Regions from separate parts of the Mus musculus genome. Here region 2 is linked to region 1. A link is a contact called in public Hi-C data. All regions are on one chromosome and are shown on one strand. The core of a region is the stretch at or near the end of the contact, and the rest is flanking DNA. Distances in the headings are between cores, read along the strand shown.

What was found. Hi-C and Micro-C count contacts between places; a contact is called where the count stands out from the background.
Region 2: a contact with region 1 is called in a Hi-C map of liver, with 4 times the contacts expected there. The contact joins the promoter of Dach2 here to the enhancer-like site in region 1. A contact is called at or near these places in 10 of 39 promoter capture datasets (the 3T3-L1 cell line, the C10 cell line, the HPC-7 cell line and 4 more), 2 of 15 datasets of contacts at CTCF or cohesin (large pre-B cells and pro-B cells), 2 of 484 Hi-C or Micro-C datasets (gonadal supporting cells and liver), 3 of 115 datasets of contacts at active chromatin or transcription factors (large pre-B cells, pro-B cells and stem cell-derived neural progenitor cells) and 3 of 9 other capture datasets (adipose tissue, liver and pancreatic islet).

The regions. Positions count from the first base shown.
Region 1 is chrX:112,981,722-112,987,217 of GRCm38.p6, reverse strand. Gm14936 (predicted gene 14936) reads left to right here. Exons shown (of 4, transcript NR_166839.1): 4 at 4,112-5,496. Among named protein-coding and RNA genes, the nearest start is that of Gm14936, 25 kb to the left of the region's middle. Within about 2 kb of position 2,912, at least 6 of the 459 cell types and tissues checked have an H3K27ac peak or open chromatin away from gene starts, as enhancers often do. A contact at or near this core is called in liver, where this site is marked.
Region 2 is chrX:113,296,072-113,301,567 of GRCm38.p6, reverse strand. It overlaps Dach2 (dachshund family transcription factor 2), which reads right to left and starts at 3,312. Exons shown (of 13, transcript NM_033605.2): 1 at 2,633-3,312. The coding sequence starts at 3,141.

The DNA.
Region 1 (5,496 bases), core at 1,663-4,162:
CTGTGCCCTGATATTTGGTCTCCTGAAGGAAGAAACTATTTTAGTAGAGCCCATAGTTAAGGGACTTTTAATTGTAAAAAGACTTTGGATTTTAAAAGAGATGGATATTTTATAGAGATTGAAATTTTAAGAATATGTAAAGAGTGTGGGACGTTTAAAGTTATTTAGACCTTGGGGATGAATAAGAATGTAAGGGTTGGGGCTTACTAGTGATGTGTTTGTGTGTCAAGTTGACAAGGGGTCAATTGTACTGGCTAGTTTTGTGTCAACTTGACACAGCTGGAGTTATCACAGGGAAAGGAGCTTCAGTTGAGTAAATGCCTCCATGAGATCCAACTGTAAGGCATTTTCTCAATTAGTGATCAAGTGGGAAAGGCCCCTTGTGGGTGGTGCCATCTCTGGGCTGGTAGTTTTGGTTCTATAAGAGAGCAGGCTGAGCAAGCCAGGAGAGGCAAGCTAGTAAAGAACATCCCTCCATGGCCTCTGCATCAGCTCCTGCTTCCTGACCTGCTTGAGTTCCAGTCCTGACTTCCTTTGGTGATGAACAGCAGCATGGAAGTGTAAGCCGAATAAACCCTTTCCTCCCCAACTGCTTCTTGGTCATGATGTTTGTGCAGGAATAGAAACCCTGACTAAGACAGTATTCTTTTATCCAATTTGTTCAATGCAAAAGGAAGATTTCAAATTACTATGTAGCTTATCTGAATTAAGCTTATGCTACTTTGATTTATTTCCGATGTCTTTGTTTAAATGCTCTGGAGACTGTGGTCATGTGTGTGTGAACTTATCCATCATCTGCCTCTGCTGCCTGGTATTTTGTATGTGTGACTCTAGGAGACAGAAAAAGTTAGCCTCTGACTGTATATGTATTTAACACTGGTGTGTATTAGTCACACATGTTGATACCTATATTTTCTTCTTTGCAGTTACCCTTAATTTCTGAGAATGGAGAAAAATATGAGCTTCTTCAACATTATTGTACCCTCATCTCATTATCCTACCTTAAAAGAGTTTCCGTAGTCCAGGGCTTTGTGTACAGAAATTGCTTAATATAATTTATATTTGCTCTTGAAAGAACTGCCAAGATTTTCAAAACATAGTGCATTCAAAGAACATCTATATATGTCACTTTTGTAGGCAGATCAGGCTAAAGGAGAGAATGTGGGAGAAAGGAAATGATGCCTGTTAAGAGGTCTAGTTGCAGTATGATAGAGCAGACAGCATATTGCTTTTGAAGTTCAAATCTTGGCTCTGTCAATTATTAAGAATAAAGCTTTAAGAAATATAATTTAGTAACTCTCAATATTGTACCACTGTGGGGGGAATTATACCAACATTTGAGAAGCTGCAGATTGATAGATCCATGGCAGGGAAAATGAACTTTGCTAGTCATTAGTATTAAGCCTGACTAAGGTACTGCTTGCTGTTTTCATAAACACTTGAGATGATAATTAGTGTACCATGTCCACTAAAACCATGCTACTGAGGTTGTGAAATCAGACTATTATCCAAGCTTTTAGGTAAGTTACTCAGTATCTCTAAGCCATATCATCATCCGCAAAAATAGAGACAGTAATGATCTATCTATACCTCACAGTGACTTGGAAGACAAACAGGAGAGCACAGTGTTTGGTATTTGGGAACCATTCAGTATATATAAAACATCATACATTCTAATGAAGATTAGAAATTATCCCATTTCAAGAATTTTCTTTTCCAAATCTTACACTCAATTTAGAGATCAAAATCAATATAAAGGGAAAGAAAACCACACACAAAAAGAATAAACTTGACTTCACTCACATTTCACTAATATTTATTTCCATCTGATTGTTTTTCATGCCACCTTACCCTCATTTGAACATAAAGTACACATTGTAGGTAAGTAGTCCAATATGCTGCCTTTTCTCTGGAAGGCAGGTTGCTTACTCAACAGCAAAATGGAAACTGCTTCTTGTGCCTCAGTATTTGTGTCAGCAGCAAAACTGAAAATATTCCTTGTCACCCACACTGCTGTCAGGAGGGGAAAAAAAGCTGAGGAGCATCATTTCAGCACTAACACAAGTATCAGGATGATTTACCTATCTGTTCTGCCTCACTTTCATCTCAGCTCTCAGAGATTCATTCATCAACATTTTATTTACACACACATATCTCATTTTTACACCATTTTCTCCCCACTGCCAGATGGCTCTGTTGTGTGCATCCTGTTCATCAAGGAGAATGAGAAAGAGACACAGGCACATAGTGTTGGCATTTGGGTAAAGCTCCAGCAAATAATGGGTCAGACTAAAGTAAATGTTTGTCCTCCCTTGAAGAAATACTAGGCAGTGACCAAACACATGAGTAAATGATTAAAATTAGAAACTTTGCTCCTATCGTGCCACAAAGTTTAACGCAGTGTATTGTGTACTTAAACTACTTAATGAATGAAGTTTCTACTACTTCTAAAGATGAATCAGTTCATAGTCTAATATTTCTCTTTACGGTATCATTCTCTCTAACATCAAGTTTACAAAAGAAAACTGTTAAAAAAGACCATTAGAAGTGGTTAAGAACTCAAAAACTTGAATTAGAATTTTGAGTCTTTTGTAAATAAGTATCTTAAGTTTTACTGCCTCATTTTGTTTACCTGTAATTGCTAAACAGCTACAAGATTTTTATTTTTTAAAAATTGCCACATATTGTAGAGATTTATTGTTAGAACTAAGTGATTTTATTTTTAGAAAAAAAATCTCATCACAGTGCCAAACATAAAGTCCCAATTAAAGGGAGTTATTTTTGTGGTAAAATCAAAGTTTGAGATGCTATGGAAGTGTTCTTTCATGGATTTTTCTGCTTCGGATAGAGCCTCTGGTCCATCGGAAGCAGGCATTCCTCTGCTTTCTGTAAAGGAAACATGGCATTGCTTAATGGGTAAAGGTGATTTCCTGCTGACCTGGTTTCAACTCATATGGTGCAAAGAGAGGACTGACCTCACAACTTGTCCTCTGACCTCCGAGGTATGTGGATATAATGGCAAGAAAAAAATGCACCCAACACAGATACACACACACACACACACACACACACACACACACACACACACTAAATGTTTTCTTAAGTAAACCAAAAACTGACTGGTGAGGGGTGAACAGAATTGAGAAAGGAGACAAATTGGCAGTCTGGGCCTCAGGCTACCATGACAAAGTACACAAAGACCAGCTGACTTCAGAGAAATCTATTTTCTTAAATATGGAGACTGTAAAGTTCTAAGATCGACTTTCTAGTGGTTTAGTTTCTCTTGAGATCTAGCATCTTGGTTTATACTGAATGATTTTGTCCTCATGTCCTTTCCTCTGAGCACTCACAGAGTGAAAACATGACTTCTTCCACTTTTCTTCTTAGGACAATGATCCTATCAGCTTATTATTAATTGTTATTAATTCATTTGACCATAATTATTTCACAAAGCCTATCTTCAAATATAGTTACATCGGAAGTTAAGATTTCTGTGTAAAAACTTTGGGTGGGAGAGTAACAATTTTTCAGTTCACAATGTATTAACAAATCAATCATTTACTAAGCCTCTTTGGGTTTGTCTCTTTATGTTTTTGCATCAGTAGGGACTGAATCTAAGGCTTCAAATTACCAAATAATTTATATCCCCATATATTATGGAGAGAAGACTTCTTTTTGTAGACCTGGATGGCCTGGACCTTTCTATGTAGACAAGTCTGGCCTTGAATTCACAGAGGCCTTCCTACATCTACCTCCCAAATGCTGGAATCTATTTTTTTTTTCGAGACAGGGTTTCTCTGTGTAGCCTTGGCTGTCTTGGAACTCACTCTGTAGACCAGGCTGGCCTCGAACTCAGAAATCCTCCTGCCAGTGCTGGGATTAAAGGCGTGCAGCACCACTGGAATCTATTTTTACTTTTAAAAATTTGAGACATGGTTTCACTAAGTTGTCTGGGTTGACAATAAACTTCTACTGCAGCTCAGGCAGACCTTAAGCTTGAAATTCTCATGACTAAGCATTCAAAGTAGTTGAGATTATAGACATAGGCCTATGTACATCTGGATTGACTGGGTCTGTTGTAAGAGTTTTTCCACCTTATCTTTATATCCAGGTGGAAACACAGAGGACAGATTGGAGATCAGTTGTAGTGCTGAAGTAATGGAACAAAAATATTCCTGAAGAATTGAAAATCAGGTCAGATCAAATGATGCTCCACAGGTTATATACTAAAAGGACTGCAGTTCTATAGAGACCACAGATCCAAAATGGAAAACTACTAGAATTATAACTTGAAATATCTTAGCAGATTGGTCTAGAGACATTTAACATTTTTTAGTATATGCCAATTGTATATAAACATGTGTTTCATTATTTTTTCATATATGTGTGCAATGTTTCTTCACCATATTTGTTATCCTCTCTTGTCCTTTACCCACTCTTGAAGATTTCTTCCTTCTTTCCACTTCCATACTTTCTCAAAAATCTTACTTTCGCACCTTTGTGGGGTGTGTGTGTGTGTCCCAGTATGTTTCATTAGGGCCGTTTACAGAATTATGAGTGAGGACTTGTTTATCAAAGCATGGTACCTTACCAGTGGCTACAACCACAACTACAAATATAAAATTGCTATCCCTCCCCCATCAATCACTATAGGTATATAAATCTTCATAGAGGAGTGTATCTCTGGGTGGCCCTCCATCTTCCATGAGAAGATGATGACAGGGCCAATCTTGTACAAGTATTATCAGGTGATTTCAGCTGAAATGAGTTTAGGAGTACGGCAGTCACATTATGCCCAGAACTCAGACTCAAGTTTCCATTCCTCTCCTTTCTCCAGCTTTTACATTTACTCTACCATGCTTTACAGGGTGTTCCTTGGAACTTGAATGCGGTAATTTATATGTCCCATTTCTGTTTGAGCATTGGTCACTTACTCTCAGCACTTTGATCAGTTATGGGAGCCCACAATTACTGCTGGCCAGCTTCTCTGACTCAAGTGGACAGCAGCCCTAATCTATGAGCACAAATGTAGGTGTCTCAAAGGAAAGTTTATGGGCATACCATGTTAATTTAGCAAAACATCAAAAGGAGCTTGCCTTCTAGGTCTAATGACTTCATCAGTCACTGAGTTTTGACCAGGTTTACCATAGCAGATGTAAATCCTTTCCTGAGTAAGGGGAAGCAAGTTACATTTGTTTATTGGATTTTACTTTTAGGGTCTATGTTTAAACAAATATTTTTGAAAATAAATTCTTACTTAAAAATAAATGAAAATAAAAAGCATACAAAGAAATGTTGTATACTCCTTATCCTGATATGTCTGTTGGCATTTCTTTGTTCTCTGTCACATACAGGCACAGAAACAGACACTACTTTACTCAGACAAATTAGTGATGAGTTATATAAACTGTAGTCCTAAGAATATGACACATGCATTTACAATAATATATCTCTAACATTCAGTTCCTCTCATTTGACTCATTGTGTTCTTTGTAG
Region 2 (5,496 bases), core at 2,063-4,562, 310 kb before region 1:
TACCTAGAGTAATGAAGCATTTTTATAAGAATGATATTTTGCAATTTTATTAACATATTCATGAGAGTGTTTGCAGCAAGAGAATTTACTAATGTTATATTATCACAAATTATATTTTTCAAGTAATTGTACTTTTCCTCCATTTAAATTTTACTATATATGTACTATGTTTATTTCTGTCTAGTGGCTTTCCTCACTTCTTTATGTGTTATAATCATAAAATAGGTTTCATAATTTTTATAATTATATATTTCAATATTCACAAGGCAATTATTCAAAACATACATTATAAATTGTACCACAAATATATTTTTATATTTAATACTTTTCTATCACAATTTTACAAAAAAATCAAATAGAAATGTTAGCTATACAAATGAAAAGGAATAAATAAAGCTTAATCAGACTAAAACAAGAACCTAAACACATTAAAACAGGATTCCAAAATAGTATAGAACAACCTATCTCAATATAACTAAATAATTTATTATTTATCTCTTTGGCATGTCTCATTAAAAAATTTTTAAAGTTCTTATTTCTAGACTAAATATCAAACTCATAATAAAATAACAATCTGTTTATTCTAAGAGTGAAACTTATAAATATTTCTCAAGAATGAGAATATTAATTATTGAAAAAAGGGGGGAAGGGTCCCTGTATAAAATTTTCACACTAGGAATAACAGTTTGGGGGAGGAGAATGATGAAGAAGAAAAGGGAAGGAAAAAAAAACAAAGAGAGGGAGAGGGAGAAAGAGAGAGAAAAGATGAATATGGCTTTTTCTCTCTGCAATCATTTTTAAGTCAGTGTATCTGATATCAATAAATGAATCACATGGCTTCCATTAGAAGTTCTGGTAACTCACTGAGTCCATGTATTAGTAATATTCTTTGTAATCAAAGTGAAAATTTTCTATTTTCTATAAAATATTTCTATTTTTTTAAACCCATAATTTTGTCTTGCATTGAGAGAGGCTCTTACCCTTTGTGTTTTACTGCATCTACCTTAAGAAATTCCACTTTATAAGCCAGGGTTTTAAGCTTTACATGGGAATCCGGTAGGAGTTTCCCTCTGAACTGGTTCTGTTTAGTTGCTTGAACACAAAAGTTGCTCAGAAGGAACAAGAAAAGGTTCTCTTGTAAGCTCTATAGCAATATTTTGCTTATTGCACTAGTAAGCAACAGTTTGCCTATTAGTTATCGTCAATACATCTCCGCTAAAGACAGCAATTTAGATTTTACAACAGACATGACCCTGTAGTTGCAGGTTCATTCCTCAGACCCAGAAACGCCATCATTTAAAGTTGTATTATGAGACTAGACCTCAGAAGTTCTTTATAAAATGATCAACCATGCTGCTGCTTTACAGCAAAGCTCTTTGCTCCTTTTTCATTGCAATTTCCTGATTTGTACACTAATCTTGTCTGTAAATGATTCCTTTTCTGAGATATTACCAGACTGGAGATGAAACACTAAGATTACTAATTCGTATTTTTGAATGTCAAATAATTCTCAACGGTTTCCTTTCCTAAAATTTTATTCAAAACATCAAACTCAAGTTGCTTCTAAGTGCACATGAACAGAGTCTGATGCGCGTTTAAACTGTGATATCAAGGAGGTACACTTATGACTTGGGAAGGTGGCTATTATTATTTAAACAATCCTCTCTTGGGGGAAATGGGATCCTTTCAACTAACTGGTTTGTCTGAGGTGGAGGAGCTGGCTCATCCTCTAAAAAGAAAAAACAAAAAACAAAAAAACAAAAACAAAAAACAACTACTACAACAACAAAGCCTACTAACTTTTACACCAAGCCTCAGCCTAGCCTGAGCCTCAGCATTTCGTGCCCCACATTAACCTCGGCAGGTGGCCCAGGAGGTAGGATTCCAGGAAAGTGGCATCTGTCCTCATCGTTTGTTTTGTTTTTTGGTTTTTGTTTTTAAATAGGACTCATCATCTACTTTACCATGCACCAGGGAGCTTTGCGCAGCAGGCATGAGCATATGTCCTTGTAGGCACTTGTACAAGCATACACACACACACACACACACACACACACACACACACACACACACACCACCTTCACCACCACAGCACACACATCCCAAACACTCTCACAACAAACATACAGGATGGGGATCGAATCACCCTCTGGGATGGATTCTAGACTTCCGTTCCCTTGCACCCCCTAAATGCCTTTTTCTCGGTTGCCAGCTTAGGAGCCCAGGTTACAGCTCAGCCAGCCCCCATACCCAAGAAAGCCCTTGATGCCCGTGTTCAGAAGAAAAACTATCCGACCCGTATGGCCACAAAAGAGCAGGAAAGAAAAGCAAATAAAGAAAATAACTACCACAACAGCCAAAAAGCCATGCAAAATGTAGGCGAACGGCTGTAAAGTTTCAGTGGATGATTGCTACTGAAGTTTGTGCGGGACTTTTTCAAATTGAAGCCCTACCACTGAAAGCAGCCTAGAAAGGACTGGCAATTAATTTATGAGCCCTCCTAGTTCTCTCAACCCCGCCGATTACAATGCAAAGAAGCAGAACTCAACCTCTACAGACCAAGTTGGATGAGACATGCAGAAGAGGGCTAAGGGGTAAAGAGAGAAAGGCAAGCAAGCAATGAGTGTCTCACCTGGCGTTGGTGCAATCGGTGAACAAAGTTTCAAAGTCTTTCCTGGTGATGAGCTTGCAACGATTCACCCCTGGCTGGATGGCCCCCAGCCCACGGAGGATTCGAACTTGCTCTACAGTGCACACCACCGGAGATATGTCGAGTCTCTTCAGCTTAGTGTACACTGTGTGCAACCCTCCCACCAGGTGCTTGAGGAAAAGGTCAAAGACTTGCGGCAGGCAGATCAGTTCCTGGCCATCCATCAGGAATGAAGCTACCTTCACCCCGTGCATGTCGACCATCCGGCACTCGTTTGTGTTGGTGTTGCTGCTGCCACCGCTGCCACCACCAATCCCGCCACCCAAGACACTGCCGTTATGGTTATTGGCCATGAAACTGTTGATCATGTTAGGGGTTAGGCGAGGGGGCTCTCCTGGAGACGAATACAGGGGTTCAGCCCGGAATAAACCCCCCGGGACGCCGGCGCTGCTGGAAGTTGCAGAGATCACCGGAGGTGCAGAGACAGCCATGGTCACTCTGTCTTGAGCCTAGCTCTTAGAGCCCTAGCTTTCTCTCCCTGACTCCTTTAGGTCCCCTTGCGCTCACTCGCTGACTCTCTCTCTCTCTCTTTCAGGCACGTTCTGACTCTCTGAACTGTTCTCAAGTCTGAAGCGCGCTGGCTCCGGCTCCAGCTCATCCACCACCCTACACACTGTGAGCAGCCTCGACCCGCGGCGGCCCAAGAGCCCACCCTCACCACACCCCCTCCCGAGACTGGCAGCGCCCCCCAGCCAATGGGCCCCACCCCCTCAGCGCCCGAGCCCGCAGAATGGCTGCCGCCAGCTAGGGGTGGAGACTCCCTAGCCAGCCTCTGCCTACCTGAAGCCGTGTGGGACTTTCGGTGAATGGAGGTGGAACACAAGAAGGGAGAAGGGGGCGGTGTGCAGCCTTGCTCACTGCCTGGAGATCAGAGCAGAGAGTCCAATTGTCAGGTCTCTGAGGGGGACCATGCTTCCAGCCTGTCTTCTCCTAAGTGGAGGATTAGAAGGGTCACAAACGGGACTCACAAGTGTGTTTCATTCACCACACACCCAGAGCCATCTCGCATGAAAGTGACTTAGCTCTAATTCAACTTGCACATTTCCCCTAAACTCAGCGGAAAGAAAAGGTGGCTTCTCCCAGTATCCTGGAGAAAGAGTCCAGAGAGTTCACAAGTGAACAACTCGGCCTTTCTCTTACCCACTTAGATCACTGGCTGTAATATCTTCCTTATCCAGCGTCCACAGGACCGCTCCCCAGAATTCTTGCATTCATATCAGAGTTGCTGGTTGAGATCCTGTTACTGCTCAAGGAGGTTTAGGAAGCGCGGTGGGAAGCCTCTGTAACAGATGGGTGGATTGTTTTACAACACTTCCGCCACTCTCTGAAACAGACTAGGGTTGTGTGTGTGTGCGCGCGCGCGCGCGCGCGTGCGCGCGTGTGCGTGTGTGTGTGTCTGTGTGTGTGTGTGTGCATGTGCACGAAAGTGCACCATACCTTACTTAGCCTTGCCCTAACATTACCAAAAGGTTTAAAACAGTATATAATTTATAAGGATAGGGTTTAACACTCTGAACTTGTATATTTTTCTCCCTCACAAAGGTCTCCTAAACCAGTGAATGGCCCAGGCATTCCAAAGGCTTTATTTATATCTTAAATGGTTCCTCATGATTCTTCTTCCCCTACCTACCAAACCTCCCACACTTAGTACATAATACACATTGAAGGAAATATCTGAATAGGGTACCTGCCTGAAGAAAAGCATAGTCATTTCCATACAACATATCATATTTAAGTCACCTTAGCCAAGTTGTTTTAAATTCTTTGTCAAGGTTTTAATGAGCTGCAAGGTATTTCCTTTACTATCTTCTAGAGGAGCTGGTAGTTATACAGTGCATTAAATTCAGGTTACATTTATTTACAAAAGCTACCACCCTCATAGCTACATAACTTCTCTGATATTCTTCCAGAGCATAAATACTTTTAGAAACATGCTGAGCAGGGCAAGTGAGTGTGTTTTTTTCCCCACGTCCTAAGTTGAAAATGTCCTATGGAAGGTATATATGTCTCTCTTTCTACCATTTGTTTGTTTTTTTCCTTCTGTCATTTCATTAAGCAAGTATTACAAATTTCCTTTTGAGTTTCTTCATAGTGTTCTATTTCAAATTGAATGAGGTCAAAATGTGAAGATCTCACGATGACAGTGGCTTTTGGAATACAGGAATAAGCAACTCTAACATAATAGATTGGAATACATTCAATCACAAATCATTTTTAAAGGCATGAAATTGTTTCTGCTTACTTGCTACGATCTTGGGAGAAAAATGAGAAGAAATAAGGGCACCAAAAAGATAGAAAGAGAAAGAAAAGGTTCCCAGAGAATGCAGTGGTTTGCAAAGACAATATAACAGCACCACCATACTTTTTAGTATTTACTAATTGTTCCTTTATTAAAAAAAAAACACAAAAAACAAAAAGAAACCTAAAATCTGTACAAGAGGTGTTTGAATGGGATGTCTATTAAACAATATGTTGAAATGTACCTCTGGTGTTGTTGCAATAAAAACTTCCAAAAGAATACATTTTATGCCGAGTTTTATTTGAGAAAACTCTACACTGATGATCCTAAGATCAAGCACTTCCCTGTGTATGGCTGCAACTACAATATAAAAGGCTTCCTTTTACAGTAATTGGAGGTTTTTAGCAATAAGATACTATAAGGATGTGTGTACAGGTACACGAGAGCCCACCATACCTTAGTCTTGCCCTAACATTACCAAAAGACTCAAAACAGTATAGAGTTTATAAGAATAGAGTTTAACACTCTGAACTTGGTGGCTTTTTTC